Linked DNA regions of Mus musculus: regions 2, 3, 4, 5, 6 and 7 are each linked to region 1. Evidence: chromatin contacts called from public HiChIP or PLAC-seq, Micro-C and promoter capture Hi-C data. All regions are on one chromosome and are shown on one strand. Each heading gives the region's core, a stretch centred on a gene start, on an enhancer-like site or on the middle of the called end of the contact. The rest is flanking DNA. Distances are from core to core; before and after follow the strand shown.

The links. Promoter capture Hi-C pulls out the DNA fragments that hold promoters and counts their contacts. Hi-C and Micro-C count contacts between places; a contact is called where the count stands out from the background. HiChIP or PLAC-seq counts read pairs in DNA pulled down with a chosen protein or histone mark.
Region 2: a promoter capture Hi-C map of embryonic stem cells shows a contact between it and region 1, with 3 times the contacts expected there. The contact joins the promoter of Naa16 here to the promoter of Akap11 in region 1. A contact is called at or near these places in 10 of 39 promoter capture datasets (the 3T3-L1 cell line, 3T3-L1-derived adipocytes, the C10 cell line and 7 more), 3 of 484 Hi-C or Micro-C datasets (CD4 T cells, brain and embryonic stem cells), 9 of 115 datasets of contacts at active chromatin or transcription factors (the 230-238 cell line, acute myeloid leukemia, astrocytes and 5 more) and 3 of 9 other capture datasets (adipose tissue, embryonic stem cells and liver).
Region 3: a contact with region 1 is called in a promoter capture Hi-C map of pre-B cells, with 6 times the contacts expected there. The contact joins the promoter of Kbtbd6 here to the promoter of Akap11 in region 1. A contact is called at or near these places in 2 of 39 promoter capture datasets (embryonic stem cells and pre-B cells), 1 of 15 datasets of contacts at CTCF or cohesin (large pre-B cells) and 2 of 115 datasets of contacts at active chromatin or transcription factors (astrocytes and large pre-B cells).
Region 4: a promoter capture Hi-C map of pre-B cells shows a contact between it and region 1. The contact joins the promoter of Wbp4 here to the promoter of Akap11 in region 1. A contact is called at or near these places in 8 of 39 promoter capture datasets (the C10 cell line, cranial neural crest, hippocampal neurons and 4 more), 3 of 484 Hi-C or Micro-C datasets (embryonic stem cells and muscle stem cells), 3 of 115 datasets of contacts at active chromatin or transcription factors (astrocytes, large pre-B cells and pro-B cells) and 3 of 9 other capture datasets (adipose tissue, embryonic stem cells and liver).
Region 5: a promoter capture Hi-C map of pre-B cells shows a contact between it and region 1, with 6 times the contacts expected there. The contact joins the promoter of Kbtbd7 here to the promoter of Akap11 in region 1. A contact is called at or near these places in 5 of 39 promoter capture datasets (the C10 cell line, cranial neural crest, liver and 2 more), 2 of 115 datasets of contacts at active chromatin or transcription factors (astrocytes and memory CD8 T cells) and 2 of 9 other capture datasets (embryonic stem cells and liver).
Region 6: a contact with region 1 is called in an H3K4me3 HiChIP or PLAC-seq map of pro-B cells, with 4 times the contacts expected there. The contact joins the enhancer-like site here to the promoter of Akap11 in region 1. A contact is called at or near these places in 1 of 39 promoter capture datasets (liver), 2 of 484 Hi-C or Micro-C datasets (B cells and embryonic stem cells) and 2 of 115 datasets of contacts at active chromatin or transcription factors (astrocytes and pro-B cells).
Region 7: a contact with region 1 is called in a Micro-C map of embryonic stem cells, with 4 times the contacts expected there. The contact joins the promoter of Rgcc here to the promoter of Akap11 in region 1. A contact is called at or near these places in 7 of 39 promoter capture datasets (the 3T3-L1 cell line, the C10 cell line, hippocampal neurons and 4 more), 4 of 484 Hi-C or Micro-C datasets (bone marrow-derived macrophages and embryonic stem cells), 10 of 115 datasets of contacts at active chromatin or transcription factors (the 230-238 cell line, T-cell acute lymphoblastic leukemia, acute myeloid leukemia and 5 more) and 2 of 9 other capture datasets (adipose tissue and liver).

What each region holds. Positions count from the first base shown.
Region 1 is chr14:78,535,256-78,538,181 of GRCm38.p6, forward strand. Akap11 (A kinase (PRKA) anchor protein 11) reads right to left here and starts at 1,605. Exons shown (of 12, transcript NM_001164503.1): 1 at 1,457-1,605.
Region 2 is chr14:79,389,015-79,392,089 of GRCm38.p6, forward strand. It overlaps Naa16 (N(alpha)-acetyltransferase 16, NatA auxiliary subunit), which reads right to left and starts at 1,654. Exons shown (of 20, transcript NM_025832.2): 1 at 1,548-1,654. The coding sequence starts at 1,601.
Region 3 is chr14:79,450,449-79,453,671 of GRCm38.p6, forward strand. Kbtbd6 (kelch repeat and BTB (POZ) domain containing 6) reads left to right here and starts at 1,387. Exons shown (of 1, transcript NM_001034882.3): 1 at 1,387-3,223. The coding sequence starts at 1,608. The coding sequence ends at 3,068.
Region 4 is chr14:79,479,656-79,482,973 of GRCm38.p6, forward strand. Wbp4 (WW domain binding protein 4) reads right to left here and starts at 1,613. Exons shown (of 10, transcript NM_018765.3): 1 at 1,276-1,613; 2 at 718-790. The coding sequence starts at 1,277. It overlaps Elf1 (E74-like factor 1), which reads left to right and starts at 1,539. Exons shown (of 9, transcript NM_007920.4): 1 at 1,539-1,982. n-TEttc4 (a tRNA gene) reads left to right here and starts at 2,013; the gene lies at 2,013-2,084.
Region 5 is chr14:79,425,138-79,428,498 of GRCm38.p6, forward strand. It overlaps Kbtbd7 (kelch repeat and BTB (POZ) domain containing 7), which reads left to right and starts at 1,374. Exons shown (of 1, transcript NM_001024135.2): 1 at 1,374-3,361. The coding sequence starts at 1,593.
Region 6 is chr14:79,520,591-79,523,689 of GRCm38.p6, forward strand. The region is part of intron 1 of Elf1 (E74-like factor 1); the gene reads left to right. It also overlaps the pseudogene Gm9243. Among named protein-coding and RNA genes, the nearest start is that of n-TEttc4, 40 kb to the left of the region's middle. Within about 2 kb of position 1,376, at least 131 of the 459 cell types and tissues checked have an H3K27ac peak or open chromatin away from gene starts, as enhancers often do. A contact at or near this core is called in B cells, liver and pro-B cells, where this site is marked.
Region 7 is chr14:79,300,055-79,303,191 of GRCm38.p6, forward strand. Rgcc (regulator of cell cycle) reads right to left here and starts at 1,581. Exons shown (of 5, transcript NM_025427.2): 1 at 1,395-1,581; 2 at 661-846. The coding sequence starts at 1,443.

The DNA.
Region 1 (2,926 bases), core at 355-2,854:
CCTAAGTAATTGCTCCATCCAAAGTTACTTCAATTGCTTTCCAAACACAAGACAAAGCAACCATTGCTCTAAAAGTCTGAAACCCTTGCCACAACTTAGAAAGACTAGCAACAAAGATGAGTGGAAGGGAACTTTTGCTAACTCCTTTGCCCACTCACCTAAGTTTTTCATATCTCCCTGTGTGACTAGAATTCCCCTATTTATAGCTGGAAATTTCCCTTTACACAACCTGCTGCATTATGATCGGAATTGGCTGAGTTCCTTTCCCAGACACTAAGTCTTTGGAATTAAAATAAAATGTACCATCCTTTCTCCCAAAGGATTTTCTTCTGTTTCCCTGACGAAGCCCTGGAATTCAGAGGCTTGAGAAGGCTAGCAAATCTCTCACTACAGTTCTGGGCCTCCAACTTCAGAATCTTCAACAACTGAGAAACATCACTGGGCACAGAGTATATACTGCCAATTCCTTTCCAGGCAGATCAGTTGAGCAGTTCTGTAGCTATCTACATTAGCCACAGCTCAGCTTATAAACCCACGTCTTCCCCAATTCCCTCATATCCCTTCATCCCTCATAAGTCAGTTACTAACTACACAACTAATTGCTTAATTTACTGCCAACCTATGATTCACAATCCTGCCTGGAAAACACAATCAAGTATGAATAACCAGGTTATTCCTTGAAAAAAATGCTTCTATAGTTTGAAAGATTAGGTGGGACTATTGAAAATGACATCAATCATACTAGGCTGCCTTTTACCAGCACACACACCAACACATACACACACACACACCAAGCAAACACAAAGACATTAAAACAAAATCACCTTTGCATGAATAAATACTCCATCTTTCCTGATGCCCTTATTTTATATATTTTCATACATAACAAAATTGAGTACCAATATAAATAACACTGCTAACAAGGTGAGAAAGATGCAAAGGAAAACAAGCGATTTAGAAGCAAATGGATAATCACAAGGCTATAAAAGAACTGCGAATATTAACTCCAGTATGCGCCAAGGCCATTAGCGATGTGTCTCAGCAGTATTGCTCACCGCAAAATGCCTTAATGCCTAAAGCTAAGCCACCTCCAACTAATAGGGTTTTTTTTTCTTTTCTTTTCTTTTTAAAGACCGTAGGCAGAGCTAAAGGACTGTCACCAAGCTATACCAGGGGTTTAGACTGTACTGTCACTGTGGTCTGGCCAGCCCATTTTCTATTTGATAGCGCAATTCGGATGCTTGGCCAGCCTGGAGGCGACGTGACAGCGATGCAAACAGCGGCATCTGGGGTTAGGGCAGCGCCGGGGACCTGGGTTCGGACGCTGACAGGGAAGGATGCTGCTGCGGAGGACAAAGTGCACCGTCCTCCCGCCCGCGCCCCACGCAGCGAGGCCACGGCGCCCGGCCGCAGTCTGGACCCGGCCCTCTGGCTCCCGGTTCCCTGCCCCGCTCACCAGGCGGCACAGCCTCTCAGCTCCCGGGCATGTCAGCCTCCCGTCACGGCCCGCAACGCCCGGTGGCGCGAGCCGCAGCGCAGCGGCGCTCCCCCTCGCCCGCCCCAGCCCGCGACGCCACCGCCGCCGCCTCCCCACGCCGCCCACTCACTCTCGCGAGAGCCGTCGCACCTCTCGCGAGAACGACCCCGTGGCCGAGCCCGCGCAAAAGGAACAAGGGGTGGGGGGAAAATATCTTCCCACGTGCTCTGGAGGGCAAAGCTGCGGGTCGCCCGTCACGTGACGCGGAGGCGCCCTCTCCATTGGCCAGGCGGCCCTCGGCCCGTGGGAGCTTTAAACCTCGAGCTGACCTACGAACTCTCGGCTGACGTCTTGCGCGCTTCCTGGTGCGTTGCCTTGGGAACGGCTTAACCCTTTCCTCTGGCAAGCGCCCGAGCCCAGGATGCTGGCATCCCATCCGCCACCCTTAGACCTTCCTGGGGCTGGTTTCCCACAGCCAGTGGCAGCCCACGACATCAGGGGTCCAGACACAGCCCATCCTTCAGAATGGGTCTGCCCGGTTCCCAACATCATCAGGGGAAACCACTGAGGAAGCCTTGGGCCCAATCGGAACCTCTGGAGTCAGTCTAAAGGGCAGTGCACTTCCCAACCCCACGGGCCATTGAAATTGGAAAATAAGGCTTTGACCACCAAGAAGCCTAGCCTTGGGTGACAAGCTGTGTGATTCCTGTTTAAATCAGAGGAATCGGTGCAGTCATGTTGCATGGTCTCCTCAAGGACATACGGTCCTCAAACTGGCCGAGAGATGAGAAGGACATTTTGAAGTAGATGCTCCTTATTTGTTTTATCCTCTTTAGGGGAGAGAGACAAGAAAGAGTACAGTCATATCTTCGTTCTCTTCAACAGCTTTTGGCTGCTTTCCTTACACGTTTTAGGCATAATTCCAGGTTGTCTATTGAACACTATGAAGACAAATAGATTAGGTTGTTGAGAGCTGGGGCCGGGTTGGGGGAGGGGGTGGATATCTGTAGGTGTTAACTCGCAGATTATCATCATCTGATGGTGGTGGTTACAATTGGGCCACTGCTTGGGGGTGGTGCCCTTGTGGGAGGAAAGATTCAGGCAGTGATTTGGATAGCAGCCCTACATCGCTAGCAGAAAGTAGAATAATTCACAAGCCCCAAATCCGGATCTAATCTAGCACATTTGAATAACAAGAAATAAACTTGGGATGATAATAGAGGCTAGATCCCTTACTGCTTCATCAACCAAGAAAAGAACTGGGAGTTTAGTCTACAATGAAAAGCTTTGACCTCTTAAAGGGGGGAACAATAACAATTAGTTTAAAAAAAAAAACAAAAAACTAGTAAGCTCTTCCCTGTAGAGAGTGAATTTTACGGAAGCTGAAACAACAAGGAACTCGTCCAGGTAAAAGACAATCCTGTGAGAACCAATTTCCAATGACCTTGA
Region 2 (3,075 bases), core at 404-2,903, 850 kb after region 1:
GACAACTGACTCCTGGAAGGTGTCCTCTAATCTCTGCACAAACGCCATGGTGTGCACACATGCACATAAATAAATGTAGTAAAAAAATTTTTTAAAGGTCCAGCTTTGACTATTGAGGTTCACTTGATAATTAACAAAGACAGTGGGCTATAAGCAGAAGAAACTACTGAGGAAGAGTACAAGTGTTCTTTAACTAATCCTGATCTTTGTCAGCTACCAAAGGAGTGAACACTTCTGACATTTATTTGCCACACACGCTTCTCTACTAACTGTACCAAACTGAGATTTGAAACATTATCATCCCAAGGCTAGATGTGGTATCCAGAACTGTAATCCCATCACCCTCCAGGCAAAAGCAGATGAGTTCAAGGTTATTTTTGGCCAACCTGAAATATATGGCCATCTCAAAAAAAAAAAAAAAAAAAGAAAGAAAGAAAAAGAAAAAAAAAGAAAAAAAAAAAAGAAAAAAAGTAGTCCCCTAGTCCACTTGTATCATTGTTAACATTCTCAATGCTACATGTCAAGCTTCTGTTGGCTTGAGCCAGTACTAAGTGTAACATTTTGTCAGGTGATGGCAACAAAGTATTAAGATCAGTGTTTCCTTACTCAACAGCTAACGCTATTCAGCCACGTGCTCTCAATACAAATTCACCCTGAAATCTAAAAGCTTGCCCAGCAAGTAGCACATTCTCAAATTAAAAGGGCAGCTTAGAACATACCGCTATTAACTCATTTTCTTTTCTAAATCTTTAAGAGCCCCGCAACATACAGAGAAGAAGCGTGTCACCTCTCTCCTCCCTGAAAGGATATAACCTGGTCAAGGTGCCAAGGTGGCAGATATGCTGGCACACTCCCCAGAGAAAACTTCTTGTCTGGGCACAGTGGCAAATGCCTTGAATCCCAGCACTCGAGAGGCAAAAAAAAAAAAAGCAGCTCTAAAATCTAGGCTAGCTTTGTCTGCATAGAGAGATCCAGGCCAGCCAGGGCTACAGAGTGAGCATGTCTTAAGTAAACTTTAAAAACGTAAAACCGAACCTCGTTTAGCTGGGCATGGGTCTAACATGACCAAGGCAACTTGTTATTAATCATCATTATTACTATTCTTATTCAGGCTTCAAAGCCACGTAAAGGGTCTCAAGCACAAAGCCCTTCTCCGCAGCTTTCATCACGAGGACGAGTTAGAAGCAAGTTTCTGGCAAATCACTTCCAAAACCGGGCCCGCACAAACATGCAAACTCTCCCGCACAGAGGCATGGGCTCCCGAGGATCGCGGGCTCCATGTTCCCGTACCCCGCAAGCAGCGGTGCTTGGCCCAGCCTGGACCCGAAGCAGCTCGGACTACTCCGAGGGGAGGACTGCAGGGACCCGCTGAGCCCGGCGCCGGGGTTCCGGCGACTCGGCCGGGGAACTTTCTGGAAAGCTCCCGCAGTGGGGAGCTCCAGAGTCAGGGAGGGAGCGCCGCGGGGGAACGGAAGGAGAAGCGGCCGGAGGAGAGCCCGGCTCGGTGGGAAAGAAAGCGCGCAGGGGTCGGGCGGGCCACCGCTCACCAGCACGCGCTTGAAGAGGGCGCTCTCCTTGGCGGGCAGCTGCACGCAGGGCATCGTGGCGGCGATGGGGAGGCCTGCTCGAGCGACCAGCCAGGACCCGGGCCGCGGGTTACCTCGGCGGGATGCCACGGGAAGCGGAACACAGCGCACTCCAGTGGGCGGCCCGGGAGGGAAGCCCGCGCGCGCCAAGATGGCGACCAGGGCTCGCCCCGCCCCCCCGCGGGGTGCGCATGCGCAGTCTCGCGGCCAAGAGAAAGACTAGACTCTTCTCACCCGGGAGGTCTCCGGGTCGGTGCAGGGCTGTGGCTCCTGTCACGTCTTAAGCGCCTAGTCATTTACTCGCCCTAATCTCTGGACTGTTCGTCTCACGCTGGTTATTAGGCTTCTGTCCTAGATGATGTAAAACTGTTTTCCGAGTTAACTTTTATTCTTTTGTGCAGTGGAAACCCTGCTTAATACCACGAACACTCTTGGTTTAGAATCCATTTGTCCTTCCTTTTCTTGCTGTTTTTAAAAGGACTCTTAAAAAGAAGCCTTAAACCGGGCGGTGGTGGCGCACGCCTTTAATCGCCTTTAATCCCAGCACTAGTTCTGAGTTCGAGGCCAGCCTGGTCTACAGAGTGAGTTCCAGGACAGTCAGGGCTATACAGAGAAACCCTGTTTCGAAAAACAAAAAACAACAACAAAAAAAGAAGCCTTATCTTTTCATTGCATATGAAAGTAGTGATCAGACCTTGAAATGATGGAACTGGCGAGACAGCCCCTTTAGGCAAAGGATAGGAAGGAGAAAAAAAAAAAAAAGTCTCAGCCGCGAGGGAACCCAACATTTTCAGTAATAATTGCAGAATTTTTACAGATCTACTGATCCTCGAGTCTACTGCCTCTTTCACCACATAGACTACCCAATAATGGGAAAAACAGGATACAATCCTAGAATGTTTCAGGGATGACTTCTCCAAAAAAATGAAACATACTAACAACACGCAAGAACATACAGATAGACATCTGTGACAAGAAGGATCACATACCAGATGTTGGTGTAGTATTAAAAGGTGTGTGTAAACATATGTATATAAACATATAAATTCTGAATCCTAATTTCTGCACGTGCCTGTAGTAATAGTACTGGAAAATCAAGGGCAAGAGGATTACAAGTTCAAAGCCAGGCTAGGCTATGTAGTGAGAGCCTTTTTTTTTTTTTTTTTTTTAAGGGGACGGAAGAAGCTACAGGAATCGGGAAATGGCACATCCTATAAAGTTCATTCTCCAGAACCCTTTTGCTTGTTTTGTTTTTCAGAGACAGGGTTTCTCTGTGTACCCTTCGCTGTCCTGGAACTCACTCTGTAGACCAGGCTAACCTCAAACTCAGAAATCTGCCTACCTCTGCCTCCCTAAAGCTGGGATCAAAGGCGTGCGCCACCACTGTCTAACATGGAAGGTGACTCAAGATAGGGTTGCCCGTGTCAATCACTTGCCAGAGATAACTATAGGTAATAATTCTACATAAGACACCACATTGACAGATGCA
Region 3 (3,223 bases), core at 137-2,636, 910 kb after region 1:
GAATCCCTAGTCTCTATAAGAGTGGCAGGCAAGGAATATCAGCTGCAAGAAGCAATCCTGAGACAAAGCCACTTGGAACCTTGCCTCTCAAAGCTCACCCATCCTAGGTCATACAAAAAGGTGGGCCACCTCCAAGAAAGTCCTCTGCTAGCGTTAGCCTCTTTTTGATGGCTCACGGCAGTTTGTCTTTTATCAAATAGCAGTGAAGGTAACAAACTATTTGATGCCGACAATGTCATCAGGTTATCCTTAGAGGTTTAAGCAGGAAGATTGCACAATTTCACAGCCAGCCTGTGATACAGAGTAAGACTCTGTCTCAAATACAACACTAGAGTTAAAGGTCTTTCTTTGTAGCTTAGGCTGTCTTGGAACTTTCAGTATAGCTAGACTGTAGGCTGTTTTCTAATGCAAGGTACTTCTGGGAACTGAGCTTGCATGCAAGGGCCATTAACAAAAGTTGAAGCATGACAAAATTGAAATTGTGAGTCTGTAGGAAAACAAAAATGCTGGAGTCTATAGAATTCCCTTTTGGTTTGGCAGTTTCTATTTTTAAAAATACGTAGTTTTCTGTGCAGGCACCTAGCTCATGTGTGGGGGTCAGAGGACAACTTTTGGGAGCTTCAGGTGCTTAAAACCTGCAGATTTTTTTCAACACAAAGAGTAAACTCCTCTATAAACATTATTAATATTAATGCACCAGTAATCATTTATCATTTGTAACAAATCTCACAGTAACGCAGGGCATTAAGAGGGGTATTAATAGGTGAAACTGTGAGACATGGATGCTGGGACTTTCCTGCACTTCCTGTTCAATTTTCCTACGAGCCTAAAACTGTGCTAAAAATAAAATCTTTTCAAATGAACCAACCAAACGAGAAACATCTCTGAAGAAACTTTAAGATGTTTTTCTGTAGACTCATATTAAATCAATGTTTCTTCATTTTCAATAAAATACTGGAAAAAAAGAAAACCCTAAAACTCTCTAGCTTTTTATATTCCAGGAATTGCACGTCTAATTATTGTTTTTGTAAAACAAAACTATGAAATGTTTCCAAAGCAATGCAGCTCTTTTAATCATCAATATTCTCAAATACTACTATTGATGTTTTACAAGAGAAAAAACAAACACATTAGAACAGAAGGATTAAAGAGGATTTCAAACCATAAATTCTAAACCCGACAATAAATCCCAAGAGAACCGGCGGTTTCTAGTAGATCCTGAAAACAATGAAAAACCAAAAAGGCTCGCGACTTTGGATGAACTACAACTCCCAAAATGCAAAGCAGCTGCAGTCTTTCAGTTTCCGCCCTAGAACCTGAAAACTCCCATCATGCCTGGAGGCGGGAAAAGCAGTTTGTAACGTACCCTGCTGGCTTACTCCTTGCGCTTTTGCGGTGTCGTCCGCGCTGGTGTGAAGATGCTGGCCGTCGGCTACGCGATAAAGGGAGGCGGCTCCGCCCCGAAGGCCCAACTGAGTAATTGCGGCCGCGAGCGGAGTCTGTTCTGGGTCGCCGCTGTGCCGCCCCTGTGTTGGCGAGGGAGGCGTGAGGAGGAGCCAGGCGTCTGCAGCCGTTCTCGCCCTCGGCGCCCCGCCGCCATCTCCACCATGCAGTCCCGGGAAGACGCCCCGCGCTCTCGCCGCCTCGCCAGCCCCCGCGGCGGGAGGCGGCCCAAGAGGATTTCCAAGCCCTCGGTGTCGGCCTTTTTCACGGGCCCGGAGGAATTAAAGGACGCGGCCCATTCCGCAGCCCTCCTGGCACAGCTCAAGTCTTTCTACGACGCGCGGCTGCTGTGCGATGTGACCATCGAGGTGGTGACGCCTGGCAGCGGGCCGGGCACGGGGCGCCTCTTCTCGTGCAACCGCAACGTGCTGGCGGCCGCTTGCCCCTACTTCAAGAGCATGTTCACGGGGGGCATGTACGAGAGCCAGCAGGCCAGCGTGACGATCCACGACGTGGATGCCGAGTCCTTCGAGGTCTTGGTGGACTACTGCTACACTGGTCGCGTGTCGCTCAGCGAGGCCAACGTGCAGCGCCTGTACGCGGCCTCGGATATGCTGCAGCTGGAGTACGTGCGCGAAGCCTGTGCCTCCTTTCTGGCTCGCCGCCTTGACCTGACCAATTGCACTGCCATCCTCAAGTTTGCCGATGCCTTTGACCACCACAAGCTGCGATCTCAGGCCCAGTCCTTCATAGCTCACAACTTCAAGCAGCTCAGCAGGATGGGGTCCATTCGGGAGGAGACGCTGGCAGATCTGACCCTGGCCCAGCTGCTGGCCGTCCTGCGTCTGGACAGCTTGGATGTAGAGAGTGAGAAGACTGTGTGTCATGTGGCGGTGCAGTGGCTGGAGGCTGCTCCCAAAGAGCGGGGTCCCAGTGCTGGGGAAGTCTTTAAGTGTATTCGTTGGGCGCACTTCCCTGCAGAAGAGCAGGACTACCTAGAGGAGCTACTGAGCAAGCCTATTGTGAAGAAATACTGCCTGGACATTATTGAAGGGGCTCTCCGGCAGTTTCGTTTTGATGATGGTCTGCCTAAGGCTTTGGCACAGATTCCAAGCAACAGCAACAATAGCAATAGTAATAATAATGACACCAGCAACACTGTTGTCCCAGCAGAAGAAAATCCACCCCATAGGTTAGGGATGTGTGTGAAGAGAATGATGGTTTTCTGTGGACACCCCAAACATCACTTTTTCTGCTTTGACCCATACTCTGAGGAAATTTACAAAGTGTCCTTGCCTGTGACTTGCCTTGCACACACTAGAACTCTCACCACCTTAGCTGTCTATATTTCTCCAGACCATGACATCTGTCCCACTGTTCAGTCCAGGAGAGGTGTATGGGTATATAAGCCAGCCCAAAATAATTTGTATCAACTGACTGACCACTTGCTGTGTCCGGAGGGTATGGATATGACATATCTGAATGGTTACATTTACATTTTGGGTGGACGAGACCCTGTTACTGGAGCTGAATTAACAGATGTGGGACGCTACAGTGTCCAGAAGAACAGGAGGCCATTAGTGGCTCAATTACCACATTCCTTTACATCCTTTGACTTTTGGTGATTCTGTGTCCTCTGCAGCACACATTTGCTATGGAATGAATGGTCCAAGCCATATCAAGTAGCTGAAGTTTGTTTCTCTGAAGCTCAGTGACTTGTGAAGCCTATGTCTTCATTGATGACATCTCTTGTATCATTGACATCCCAGTAATGAAAGTA
Region 4 (3,318 bases), core at 363-2,862, 940 kb after region 1:
AGAAAGCCAGCTGACGTCTTACTTTATGCTTTAAAAGTTGGATCTAAGTGGTGGTGCACACCTTTAATCCCAGCACTCCGCGAGGTCAGCCTGGTCTACAATAGCCTGAGTTTCAGGACAGCCAGGGCTATACAGAGAAACCCTGTCTTGAAAAACAAAAAAACAAACAAACAAACAAAAAGTTGGATCTAGGAGTCTAGCCATGGTACACACCTTTTTTGCCAGCACTTGGGAAGCAAAGCCAAGTAGATCTCTGTGGGCTGCGGGCTAGCCTGGTCTACAGAGTGAGTTGCTGTCTGGAAACCCTGTCTTGAAAAATCACCGCCCCCAACCCCCTTGCAAAAATAGTGGGCTCAAGGCTTTCAGCATAAGGTATATTACAGCTGCTCCCTTTGTATCTCACCAGGGAATAATGCTGTTCTCCTTCCTGTGGAGAACAGGAAAAACTACAATATTCCTTTTTAAGGGGCAGGTATTCCATAAACAAGATTATCCCACTCACTGTCCATTTCCTCAAAGTCCCCAGAAATAATTTGGCCTTAAAATCAAAGTCAGATTGATGAAAAGGAGAAGGCTATAGCTTTCATAAGAGGAATCAAACAAAAGAAACCTTTTTAGGTTTTGAAGAATAAAGAGCACTATACACGAAAGTGGCTTATACACACTAAAGTCAAAAAAACAACACATCACGTGAATATTTTAATAAAAATTTCATACAGGCCTATTGTCTGCTATCCAGCACTTGCAGTAATCACAGAATTTCTTTGGTTGTGACTTCCAGTAGTCGGCCCTGAAAAGATAAAAACAACTCTAAGCTTATCCAAAAATTGAAAGGAATTTTTACAGTTGTTAAAAAATGGGATATAAGGCTGTTTTCGGACTTCTGTCTTAGCAAAGCAGTTGTATTATTTATGTAAAGCTAAAGTCCGTGGAAAACTGCTCTCCGGTGAAGGTAAATCACACTGCACCGAGATGAAGAAGTCTCAAAGTATTTCTCTTTCCCGTGCCCTTCTAGCTAATTCATTCGTTCTGGGGACGCGAGGCTGGGAAAAGCCCCTGGACGTCTGAGGCCGCAGCGCCACCCCGGCCCCGGGCCCGGGCCCCGGCGGGCGGGCGGGGGCGGCACCCGAGTCCCCGGCTCCTGCCTAGAGGGCGGCCGCGTCTCCGAGAGAACCGGCCCCGCAGGTCGGGCGGCCCCGGGCGAGCGGAGGGGCGGGAGGAGGCCACTCGCGGGCGCCTGGCGGCGCAAGCCCGACCCGACCCGACCCGACTCACATGACGGCGGCAGCTCCGCGGGCAGCCCGCGATCCCGCTCACTGATGTCCGCCGGTGGCTCAAGCCAGGACCTCTCGGTCTCGGCGTCCCCCCCGGGTACGGCGTTTCCACGGGTGGACTACGGCGGCCGCGACGGCCCAACCCGCGCGCGCGGTTGTCACCGCCTCTTCCCCTCCCCCACGGGGCGGTACTCGCGGCGCCTGAGAGGTGGGGTCGGTATAAAGGGGTTGAGGTCACCCAGAAGGGACGAAAGCGCGACGGGACCGGAGCCGCGGGCCCCGAGCGTCCGACCCAGGCTCCATCCCGCGGTCCTCACGCCTCCCGGGATCCAGAACCTCCACTCCCGAGCTGGCTCGCAGCCGAGAGGCTCGATCGCCTCCCCCCAGCCCCGGCCGCACGCCGCCGTTCCCACAGCCGGCGCCGCCCTCGGCTTTGCCGGCTTGCCCGCCCGCTCTGTGACCGGGGAGCAGCCCGGGACCTGACGGCTGAGAAAGAAAGGCGCAGCCGCCCGTTCCGGGAGCGCACGGGGCGCCCGGCTTCGGCTCAGAACTTTCCAGGGGCGCGCACCGGCCCCGCTCCTCCCCCCCGCCACGCCCGCGCGCTCCGCCGGGCTCGTGCCCGCGCGTGGGGCAGCGGCCGCGGGGGCGGCTTCGGCGGCGCGAGTTGCAGCAGAGTGGCTGAGTGGTAGCGGCGCTGACGCTAGTCAGGTGGGTCACAGCAGTGCTTGTAGCAGCACTTCCCATATGGTCTAGCGGTTAGGATTCCTGGTTTTCACCCAGGCGGCCCGGGTTCGACTCCCGGTATGGGAACAGTGTCACTTTTTGCTCTAGTTGAGTTTACTTGCTTAGTGGCTCTGGCTGACTTCTGCAGCCGTGTTCGGGGTGAGTTTGGGAGCAGGCAGTGTAGTTGCTCCCGTGGATGGGAGCTTGGCTCTCGGAGGCCGGAGGAGCGCGGCGGCCGCTCTCGGGCCCGCTGCGAGAGGAGTTTCGCTTTCCCCGCGGCTGTACCCCGCCCTCAGCCCGTACTTTTCCAGGCGCTCGGGAGGTGATGATTAACTTGGGCCTCGCCTTATCTCCCCCCGCCCGGGTGCCCCCTCGGCCCACACCCTGCTCCGCCGCCCCCTTCCTACTCGGCGGGCCGGGGCGTGCCCGCTGCGCTCCAGTTACTGTCAACAGCGGCTGGAGACCACCCCGCTGCTCCCTATCGCCAGACCCCCGCCGATCCCTTGTCGCCGGCTGGGCTCTAGGACCCCCGCCGCGTGCACCCGAGCCCGGTCCACCGCTCCCCCCCCCCCCCAGCAACCCTCGCCTCAAGGCTTTTGCAGAATGTCTCTTATTTTCCTTCTAACTCCCCTTTCCTCTTCAAACACACGGCAAACTGCGGAGAAGAAAAATACCACTGGGATGAGATGTCTTGAAAGAACAGAGCCGGCTTTCCCGGAGGCTGTTTGGAGCGTCACTGATTTAAAAAAAAAAAAAAATCATGGGATGGAGGTGGAGCTTGGAAGACAGAAAATTAGCCCGGAGACTGGGGAGGGGATGTTACAACAAAGTTGCACTGTACTTTTAAATATAGAAGCCCTGTGTTTATTACAAAGAAGCGGCCCAGCTGTGTCAGCAGCCTGAGCGCCGTACACGAAACAAAAGCGTTATCATAAATGCAAGTTGAAATTAGAAAATTGGGGCAGCTGTAATGTTTAGTCTGTTGGGCCTTTGGGCACAAATAAGGAAAAACTGACTCCGGCGGATGAGTTTCTGGTCAAAACCATTACTGAGCAGAAGTTTTGGTTGTTTGTGTGTTCCCAACAATATTTTATAGCCTTAACTGGCACAGCTGAGTTTGAAAATAGCTGTTAATGTGATCTATGCGATTAGGGATTAATGAGCCTTTCCTCGTAAAAATTAAACCTAGAAAACTCCTTTAGCGAATATTTAAAACATTAACACAAGTCCTTATGCATGTCAGGTTCCCCACCCCCCACCTCCAGATGTTTTGAGGTGCCTGCTGAACAGCAGGCGCTTTAGGTAGGTGGGTAGTGGCTGG
Region 5 (3,361 bases), core at 124-2,623, 890 kb after region 1:
GATTCTCTTTGTGTAGCCCTGGCTCTTCTTGTAGACCAGGCTGGTCTCGATCAAATGCTCCCTGCTTCTTCTTCCTCAGTGCTGGGGTTAAAGGCATGTGCCACCACCTTTATTTAATCCCAGCAATGCCTTTAATCCTGGCACTTAGTAGGCAGAGGCAGGTGGATCCAGGACAGCCAGAGCTAAACAGAGAAGCCCTGTCTCACAACAACAACAACAAAAGAAAGTAAAGAAAAAAGAAAACCTCTGTGTGTGTGCATTTAAGCTGCAAGTGAAAAAGAAGTTATTTGCAGAAATTTACAGTCTTTTAATGGCTCATGGCTTCAAATTAGTAGATGTGTTTCTATAAGAGTAAGTAAGAAACAGTAATGCTTGATTTTGCATTTTAAAAATAGTCTGTAACTTTAATATTTCTAATAAAATAAAGAATGTTGCAGTAAAACTCCAACCCAAATATGCCCTGGCAATGAAAACACAGCTCAGCTAATATAAATACGTGCTGTATGTCTACACTACGGTCTTCCACGTCTTATGTGACCCCTTAGAACTTTCAGTTTCTCCAGGCCATGTGCTTCTGCTCCACTTTTCTTCTTCTTCCTTTTACTCTTCATCTTCTCTCTCTCCACCTTCCCTTTATCTGCCCAATCATCAGCTCTCCTTTATTTTTCAAATTAAGGTGGAATCAGGTTTACAGGAAATCACCTGGGTGCCAACTCATCCCTTGTTCACAACCACTCACAGGAGAATGGAATTAACATCAAATATAATTAGCCCCAGGGCTATCCACAACAAAAGAACTCTGTAAATTGCACATACCATTCAGTCTTCACAAAACTAAAATACTGCTATCCTCAGTTTTCAAATTCAATAAAGTTTTCAGGAGGAAGTCATGCAAACAAATAATAGAGTGGATACTTTTACTCTGGACTTGAAAGCCATTATATTTTATTTTATTTTAGTGAGATGGGTTCTCTCTACATAGCTCAAGCTGTCCTGGAACTCTCTATGCAGACCAAGTTGTTCTCAAACTCAAGAGATCCCCCTGCCTCAGCCTCCCTGGTGCTGGGATAAATATGTATGCCACTATGCAAGACTGAAACCTAAAGTATCAAATTCCGGATACTATCCACTTTCTACCTCAGTGAAGGACCCAGTAACAGAAAAAAAAAAATAAAGAGGTTATGTAAACTACAATTCCCAAGATGCAAAGCGGCTTCGGCCTCTTCATATAGTCCGTGAGCCGGAGGATCCCGTCATGCATCGAGGCGCGCGAAAGGCAACCTGGGAAGAGTAGTTCGTCCGGGCATCTACCCGTCTCGCCCGCTCGGCAGAAGCTGCTCCTGCGGCTAGACCCCAGGGTCGTGTGAGGGTGAGCTAAGGGCTGAGAAAGGGCGTGAAGGGAAACAGTGAGTCAGCCGGGGACTACGCGATAAAGGCAGACGGCTCCGCCCCGAAGGCCCAGCTGAGTAATTGCGGCCGCGAGCCGAGTTTGTTCTGGGACGCCGCTGAGTCGGCGTCGGCGAGGGAGGCGTGAGGAGGAGCCGGGCGTCTGCAGCCGTTCTCGCCCTCGGCGCCCCGCCGCCATCTCCACCATGCAGTCCCGGGAAGACGCCCCGCGCTCTCGCCGCCTCGCCAGCCCCCGCGGCGGGAGGCGGCCCAAGAGGATTTCCAAGCCCTCGGTGTCGGCCTTTTTCACGGGCCCGGAGGAATTAAAGGACGCGGCCCATTCCGCAGCCCTCCTGGCACAGCTCAAGTCTTTCTACGACGCGCGGCTGCTGTGCGATGTGACCATCGAGGTGGTGACGCCTGGCAGCGGGCCGGGCACGGGGCGCCTCTTCTCGTGCAACCGCAACGTGCTGGCGGCCGCTTGCCCCTACTTCAAGAGCATGTTCACGGGGGGCATGTACGAGAGCCAGCAGGCCAGCGTGACGATCCACGACGTGGATGCCGAGTCCTTCGAGGTCTTGGTGGACTACTGCTACACTGGTCGCGTGTCGCTCAGCGAGGCCAACGTGCAGCGCCTGTACGCGGCCTCGGATATGCTGCAGCTGGAGTACGTGCGCGAAGCCTGTGCCTCCTTCCTGGCTCGCCGCCTTGACCTGACCAATTGCACTGCCATCCTCAAGTTTGCCGATGCCTTTGACCACCACAAGCTGCGATCTCAGGCCCAGTCCTTCATAGCTCACAACTTCAAGCAGCTCAGCAGGATGGGGTCCATTCGGGAGGAGACGCTGGCAGATCTGACCCTGGCCCAGCTGCTGGCCGTCCTGCGTCTGGACAGCTTGGATGTAGAGAGTGAGAAGACTGTGTGTCATGTGGCGGTGCAGTGGCTGGAGGCTGCTCCGAAAGAGCGGGGTCCCAGTGCTGCGGAAGTCTTTAAGTGTATTCGTTGGGCGCACTTCCCTGCAGAAGAGCAGGACTACCTGGGAGGGCTACTGAGCAAGCCTATTGTGAAGAAATACTGCCTGGACATTATTGAAGGGGCTCTCCGGCAGCTGCGATTTGGTGATAGGTTGTACAAGTCAGTGGTTGCCAAGCCAAATAGCAGCCACAGCAGTGATAGCAATAATAGCAGCAATAGCAGCAGCAGCAGTAGCTCAGTTGTATCGGTAGCAGAAAATCCACCCCAAAGGTTGGGTATGTGTGCCAAAGAGATGGTAATATTTTTTGGGCACCCCCGAGATCCATTTCTCTGTTACGACCCTTATTCCGGAGATATTTACACAATGCCGTCTCCTTTGACTAGCTTGGCACACACTAAGACCATTACATCTTCAGCTGTTTGTGTCTCTCCAGACCATGACATCTATCTTGCTGCCCAGCCCAGGAAAGACCTATGGGTGTATAAACCAGCCCAAAATAGTTGGCATCAGCTGGCAGACCGCTTGCTGTGTCGAGAGGGTATGGATGTAGCCTATCTGAATGGCTACATTTACATCTTGGGTGGGAGAGACCCGATTACTGGAGTTAAATTGAAGGAAGTGGAATGCTACAGTGTCCAGAGGAACCAATGGGCATTGGTGGCTCCTGTACCACATTCCTTTTATTCATTTGAACTAATAGTGGTTCAGAATTATCTTTACGCTGTCAACAGTAAGCGCATGCTCTGCTATGATCCTAGCCATAATATGTGGCTGAATTGTGCATCTCTCAAACGAAGTGACTTTCAAGAAGCCTGTGTCTTCAAAGAGGAAATCTATTGTATCTGTGACATCCCAGTCATGAAGGTCTACAACCCTGCTAGAGGAGAGTGGAGGCGGATTAGTAATATCCCACTGGACTCAGAAACCCACAACTACCAGATTGTCAATCATGACCAAAAGTTGCTGCTCATCACCTCTACCACCCCACAGTGGAAAAA
Region 6 (3,099 bases), core at 126-2,625, 990 kb after region 1:
CTTACTTAAACCTAAATAAATAGTAAGGACATGTTAAATTCTGTTTAGGAAAAAAAAAGCCACAGGATTCTCACAATGGGCTTATGTGATATGAACAATGTTGTTTTGGACATTAATATAGAATGCTGAAGCCTGATAAAATTATAGTTGATGTAGATTATATTTATAGCTAGGTAAGAATTGCCCAATATTAATAGAGAAGATAGCTGTACTTTGCCTAACCATGTGGTGAGTTATCATTCATAAAGATTATTAGTTTGACAGGCATGATCAGTTGAGCACCTATTTATGGTAGATATATATTACAGGAACCAAGTTTTGGACATATGAGAAAGTGGGGGTAGTTTGTTGGGGTTTTGGGGCACAAGTAATCTGAGACTGACAAAAGGCTGTATTAAATAAAAACCCAACACTCTAAGCTTAGCTTAGTTGATAGAGTGCCTGTATGGTAGGCATTATGTTTGGAGATGGAGACTAGAGGATCAGAAGTTCAAGGTCATCTTTCTGTTACATAGAGAGGTGGAGAACAATTTGGGTTGTGTGAGAACTATCACAGAACAACCAACCAACCCCCAAAGATCAAAGTGGCAAATTAATCAGTTGGGTGTTATTGAGTCATTTGGGGTAGCCATGCTACCTCTCTGATATGCTCAGCTGCTTGCTCAGCTACATGGTTTCTGGGTTTTTTTGTTTGTCTATTTAAAGACAGATGCCTACTATTATACAGCCCTGGCTGGCCTAGAGTGCTTTATGTAGATCAGCTGGCCTCAAGTTCAGAGAGATCCAGCCGCCTCTGCCTCCCTTGTTTTGAAATGTTTAGTTAGGGTGGCTAGCAAATGTTACTCTTCAAATTGCCAGACTCCTAGGACAGACTTTACGGTTTGGGGACATGTTCTGCTGTTTCATTCAGTTATGTGGGCGTGGTTGTTTTTGTTTTTGTTTTTATTTTCCTACCTCTTAGGCCCAGGGCCTTTTGCATGCTCTAGCAATGGCTCTAGTATGTTTTGTAGTTTTTAACTTTGGAGCAGGGCTCTTACTAAGTTGCTTGGGTTTCCTTGCCTGTGTAGCCATCTTCCTCCTCCGGGCTCTGGAGTAGCCGGGTCACAGGCCTATGCCAACAAGGCTGGCCACAGCATTTTATCAGATCTTTGGTATTCATTCCTAGGAGTCCTTCAAAGGACATGAACATTGTTCTTTTGTCTCTTAGCTCTCAACACCAGAATACTTTCATTGTCTTTCTTCATTTTTATGTTTCTGATATCATACTTCATTGTGTTTGCACACAGGCAATTGAACTATTTATAAGTAAGATGCAGCAGAGAAGGCAGGAAATAGTTGACATTTGTATGCTCTATCTTGCTCTCTGCTTCCTGTCAGTTAAACCACGAAGAGAGGAACAGAGACACAGATGTACGGTTGCTGCTTTAATTTCCCATCAGGGAGCCCAGTTAAGCATAAAGGTTGTTTCATTAAACTTCGTACTTGTTGATTTTAGGGGTATGTATGGTAGGCTTCTTGGTGGGTTACACAGATTGCGTGGATATCTGGCAACACTTTGACATTAGATATAGGACTTATATGAAAATACAAGTTTTACACATTTAAGAGGTTTTTCCTTTTGTGATTTTGTTTTGTTTTTTGAAAGGCTCCATATGCACTTAGGCTGGCATTACACTCATGATCTTCTTGACTTAGCCTCCTAAACGCTGGGGTTATAGGCCTGTACCAAACTATACTCAAGTATACCTTAGTGTGAGTGTGAGTGTGAGTGTGTGTGTGTGTGTGTGTGTGTGTGCTCGCGTATGAAGGCCAGGGGTCAACCTTGGGTGGCACTTCTTAGGAGCCAGAGGTGTCATTCCTGAGGGACTGTGCACTTTGTGCATGCATGCACACACGTTCATATGTGTGCACAGGCGTGTGAGATGTATGTACATATAGGCCAGAAGTCAGTCTTGGTGGTATTACTTAGGAGTCATGCGTTTTATTTTTAGAACTGGGAACTAACCCCAGAGCGTGCACATAATGGGGCATGCTCGTTACCACCGAGCTGCAACCGCTGTTCTACAGAGCCATCAACAGGCTTGCTGAGTCCACTTATTTATTTAATGTTAACTTTGAGATAGTGTCTCTACTATATAGACCAAGCTGGCTTCAAACTCATGGAAGTCCACCTGCTTCTGTAGAATAAAGGTATGCACTACTCTAGCTGGCCTTATCAAGTATATTTAATTTCAAATAATGGAGGGAAATGTAAAAAACAAACAAACAAACAAAAAACCAAATGTGTTTTTGTGGTCTTACTATGGAGGGTAGACAGCTGGATTTTTTTCTGTATGCCCTTTAACGTTTTCTTGGCTTCTATTGTGTCTTATATGTGGGAAATCTGTCCAAACTCACACAAGTGCTGAAGACAGCTGAGGAGGTGAGACAATTTCATTTCCCCGTTGGAAAAGCTTGTTTTCTACTAGGTTGTCCCACCTCATTTTTAGATTTAAATGTTACTGTCAGCATTGCTCCTTCTAACTAGAATGTCTCCCTCCCCTTCACAGTCTCAGAACTTAGCAAGATCAGATGGGAGTTATCACTAATGAACTTGCCCCCTTGTAAGGGTTCCTCCATCTCACAAGTATTTACCCCCCCTCCCTCAGCATTTGTTTAATACATTCATTTACATTTAGTTATCTGTTCCCAATCTTTCCTAGGAATCAAGCCAGTTAAGGACAAAGATTGTGCCCTAATTGCCTTTAGTTTTGTATACTCACCGAGGTTGTAGCTACTAAGTGCAAGCATAGGTGCACTCACACCTCTGATAGCTCCATTCTGGAATCAAAGCCACAGGCTGATTAAAGAACTACAGTGTGTCTTCTCTGCACGTTGCCTTTATGGTATATTTGTAAGAAATAATTGAAGCAAGCGCTTTTTTCTTCCTCCTCGGAGTGTGCTTTTCTGGGGAGCTGTGGATCAAAGCCAGGGTTTTACACATGCCAGGTGAGTGCTCAGGGCTCCTCCACTGAGCTGTGTCCTTAGAAGCAAAGCCTTCCTGAATGATATGCTGGTGGTAGCAGACTGTAGTAAGTGGCCATGAAGTTTGAATCTGTC
Region 7 (3,137 bases), core at 331-2,830, 760 kb after region 1:
TTCACAAATGTTTCATTCTTGTGCTCACTCGTGTCCTCATGTTCCCCAACACCCATTCTGGAAAAGGAAAGGGAGGGTGCTGTTGGTCTAGTGTTTGCCTAGCGTGCAAGAAGCCCTAGGTCTGACCCCCAGCATTGCCTATAAACTGATGTGCCTAAATGTGGTGGCATTGCACTGTCACCCCAGCACCCTGAAGCCCGAGGAAAGAGGATCAGAGAGGTTCGAGGTCACCCGCAGCTACATAGATCACCTTGGGAGAGTCTCAAAATAAAATAAAATAAAAAAAAAAAAATGAAGAGCGAAGAGTGGGTAGAAAGGCGGGAAAAGGTTGGAAGGCCTGGCTGGACTCCCAGGAGTTCTGGCTGACTGCACAAACCCTCAGGCCTCATGGTACACACCTGCCGTGACAGGTAGACCCACAGCTCTTTAAGAGCCACCCACCCACCCTCGTACCTCTCTCCCCAAGAACGCCTTAATGACCCCCGCACATCTGGGCTAACGACTCAGAAAGTCAACTCTTCAGGCATCTCAGAGCCGTGCAGATCCCCGGGTCTGACTTTCCCCAGATGTCGTGCCTCAGTTTAAAGATAACCCAGGTGAATCTAGAGCTTTAGGAAGCCTGAGTCTGAGGATTACTGACTTCAACAGGGCTTCACTTACTCTCCGAGTCGCTGAAGCCGCTGCTGTCGCTGACGCTGGCGCTGCTGCGCCGCTTCATGCGCTCTAGGTGCTCCTCATAGTGGAAGTGGCGCTCGTGGAAGGGCGACGCGAAGTCGGCCAGCACCGCGTCGAACTCGCACAGCACGTCGGTCAGGTCTGCAGCGGCCGCGGAGTCCATGGCCGGGGCTAGGGGAGGGAGGGCACAGAGGGCATCTGGAGGGGCGGCCAGCGTTCCCTAGAACTCCACTCTGCCTTTGCCAGTGACAGCCACGCAGTCAGTTACTCCGTAACCTCCCAACCACCCTCTAAAGCGCCTGTCACCAGACACGGAGGAGAAGAAGCCTCCGTGGGTTGAGCTGAAAGTCTGGAAGTCACCTAGCCCACCCCACGCGCTTTCCTACTGTTGCCCACGCTCGCTCCCTGGAGCGCGTGGCGGCGGGAAGTCTGAGTCAGCAGGCACCCGTTACGTGTCAGACTCCGGTTCCTTGTCCCGCGTGGAAAACCAAACTAAACCTGCATCGGACGAGCGATCCGGAGACGGGATGCCAGGGTGATGGAGGACAGAAGGGTGGGCAGTGGAAGAAGACCTTAGCGACCTCTGTTCTCTCGCCCCTACTTGCAGGCTCCAGCTCTCAGGGGCCCCGGAGCTGAGAGTGTAGCTTAGCGTGGACGCAGTCCCTGGCTTCGATCCCGGGGCGCAGAGGTGGAGAAGACACCTCCAAATAGGCACTCACCTGCGGCCGCGACCGCCGCGGGACTGCTCTGCGCTGAGGGCGGCTTCATGGAGAAGTTGCTCAGTGACACGCGTAGCAGAGATGCTGCGAGGTGTTGGCCCTGGTGGCTGCCGCCTGCACTGCAGTCTGCTCCGGTGCCTCTGCCTTGCTCCTTGCCGAGCCTGAGCGCTAGCTACTCGCCTGAGCCGCGCCACCCGCCGGCTACTCCGTCTTATAGCCACCGGCAGGGGCGGGGCGGGGCGGGGCTGCTGAGTAAGTCCCAGACGACCTAGGGGACGCCCCTGTCCCTCCACCCCCTACTCCCGGCACCGCCCTAGCCACGCGCTGGCCTCTGAAGAACCGCAGTGACGGGTGTCGCCGGAGTCCAGGATACCGCCCCAAATATTTACCCGCCGCTTTCTCTACCACCCTGACAACCCGACCCAAGGAAGTGTCTTTGCGGGCATCAGAGTTCTCCAAGAGTTTACCCTGTTTCCCGCCTTCTGGCTGAGCCTCCTTGAGCCTCATCTATGAAATGGAACTGCACATGCAGAAAGCCTCCTTGTTTGCTGCAAAAATAAAGGAGCCAAGGGCCTCAGTAGCCTCTGCAAAGAACCAGTCCTCCATCTGACTTTTCTCAAGGAATTTATAAGGTTGTGCGTGGACAGAGTGGACAGCTGAGGGCAGTGGGTTGAGGTGAATGCAGTCTTCAATTGAGATGATCTTTGAGCGCAGAGTACCACATGGACAGATGCATTCTGGTATAGGGTCCGTATGATTGAGCGTCCATCCTTAGCACAGCCCAGTAGAATTCCTGCCTCAGGTGACCAACAGCCCTTTGCCCCAGGTAGTTATTAAACGTAAAATAAGAGGCCTGCTGGTGGCCTGCGCCTATAGTCCCAGCCCTAAGGAGGATGGTAGAAGGGGGTCTAGGCAAGAGAGTGGAGATTTGAGGACTACTGCATGAAAAGAAAAGAAAAAAAACCCTACATAGTACAATCCTGTCTGTAAAGAGTTTACTGTGCACGCATGAAGATCCAAGTTCAAGCCCCAAAATCCACATTAAAAAATCCAAACTAGATGGACACCACTTATAATCCCAGCCCTGAGAGGCAAAGGCTGGCAAATCCCTGGGACTCCCCAGCCAATCCCAAAGTGAGAACTCCAAGTCAATGAAAAGCTGTATCTTAAAAATGGAGGTGGGCAGTGCCCAGGGAATCGATCACATTTGCGGTTGACCTCTGATCTTGTCCGGCACAACATACGCCTTGTGTGCATATATGCACATGCTACACACACACATACCACACACACACCACACACACACATACACACACACACACACACACACACACACACACACACACACACCACTAAATTAATGTAAAGTAAGGGGCTAGCTGGGGCCTGGGAATATGATTTAGCAATAAAGTGCTTGCCTAGCATGGGTGAGCCCTGAGTCTGAAGGCTCATCCTCAGACCTGCAAAAGAAAATAAATAAATAAATGTAAAACAATCAAAATTGAATAAAGTGAAAGTTTTCAGTCCAGACACCAGACACTTTCTTAACTACACCAGACACTTCCTTAGCTATACTAGACACTTTCAAGTGATCAACGGCCATCATCACAGAATCTTTGGATGGTGTTATGTGAGGACATCTTTCCCCAGTGACTCCAGCCTTCCTAGGTGTCAGAATGTGGCATGCACCAGGTCACTCCTGACAGCCACCCCTGAATAATATAATCATTGCCAGTGGTCGGC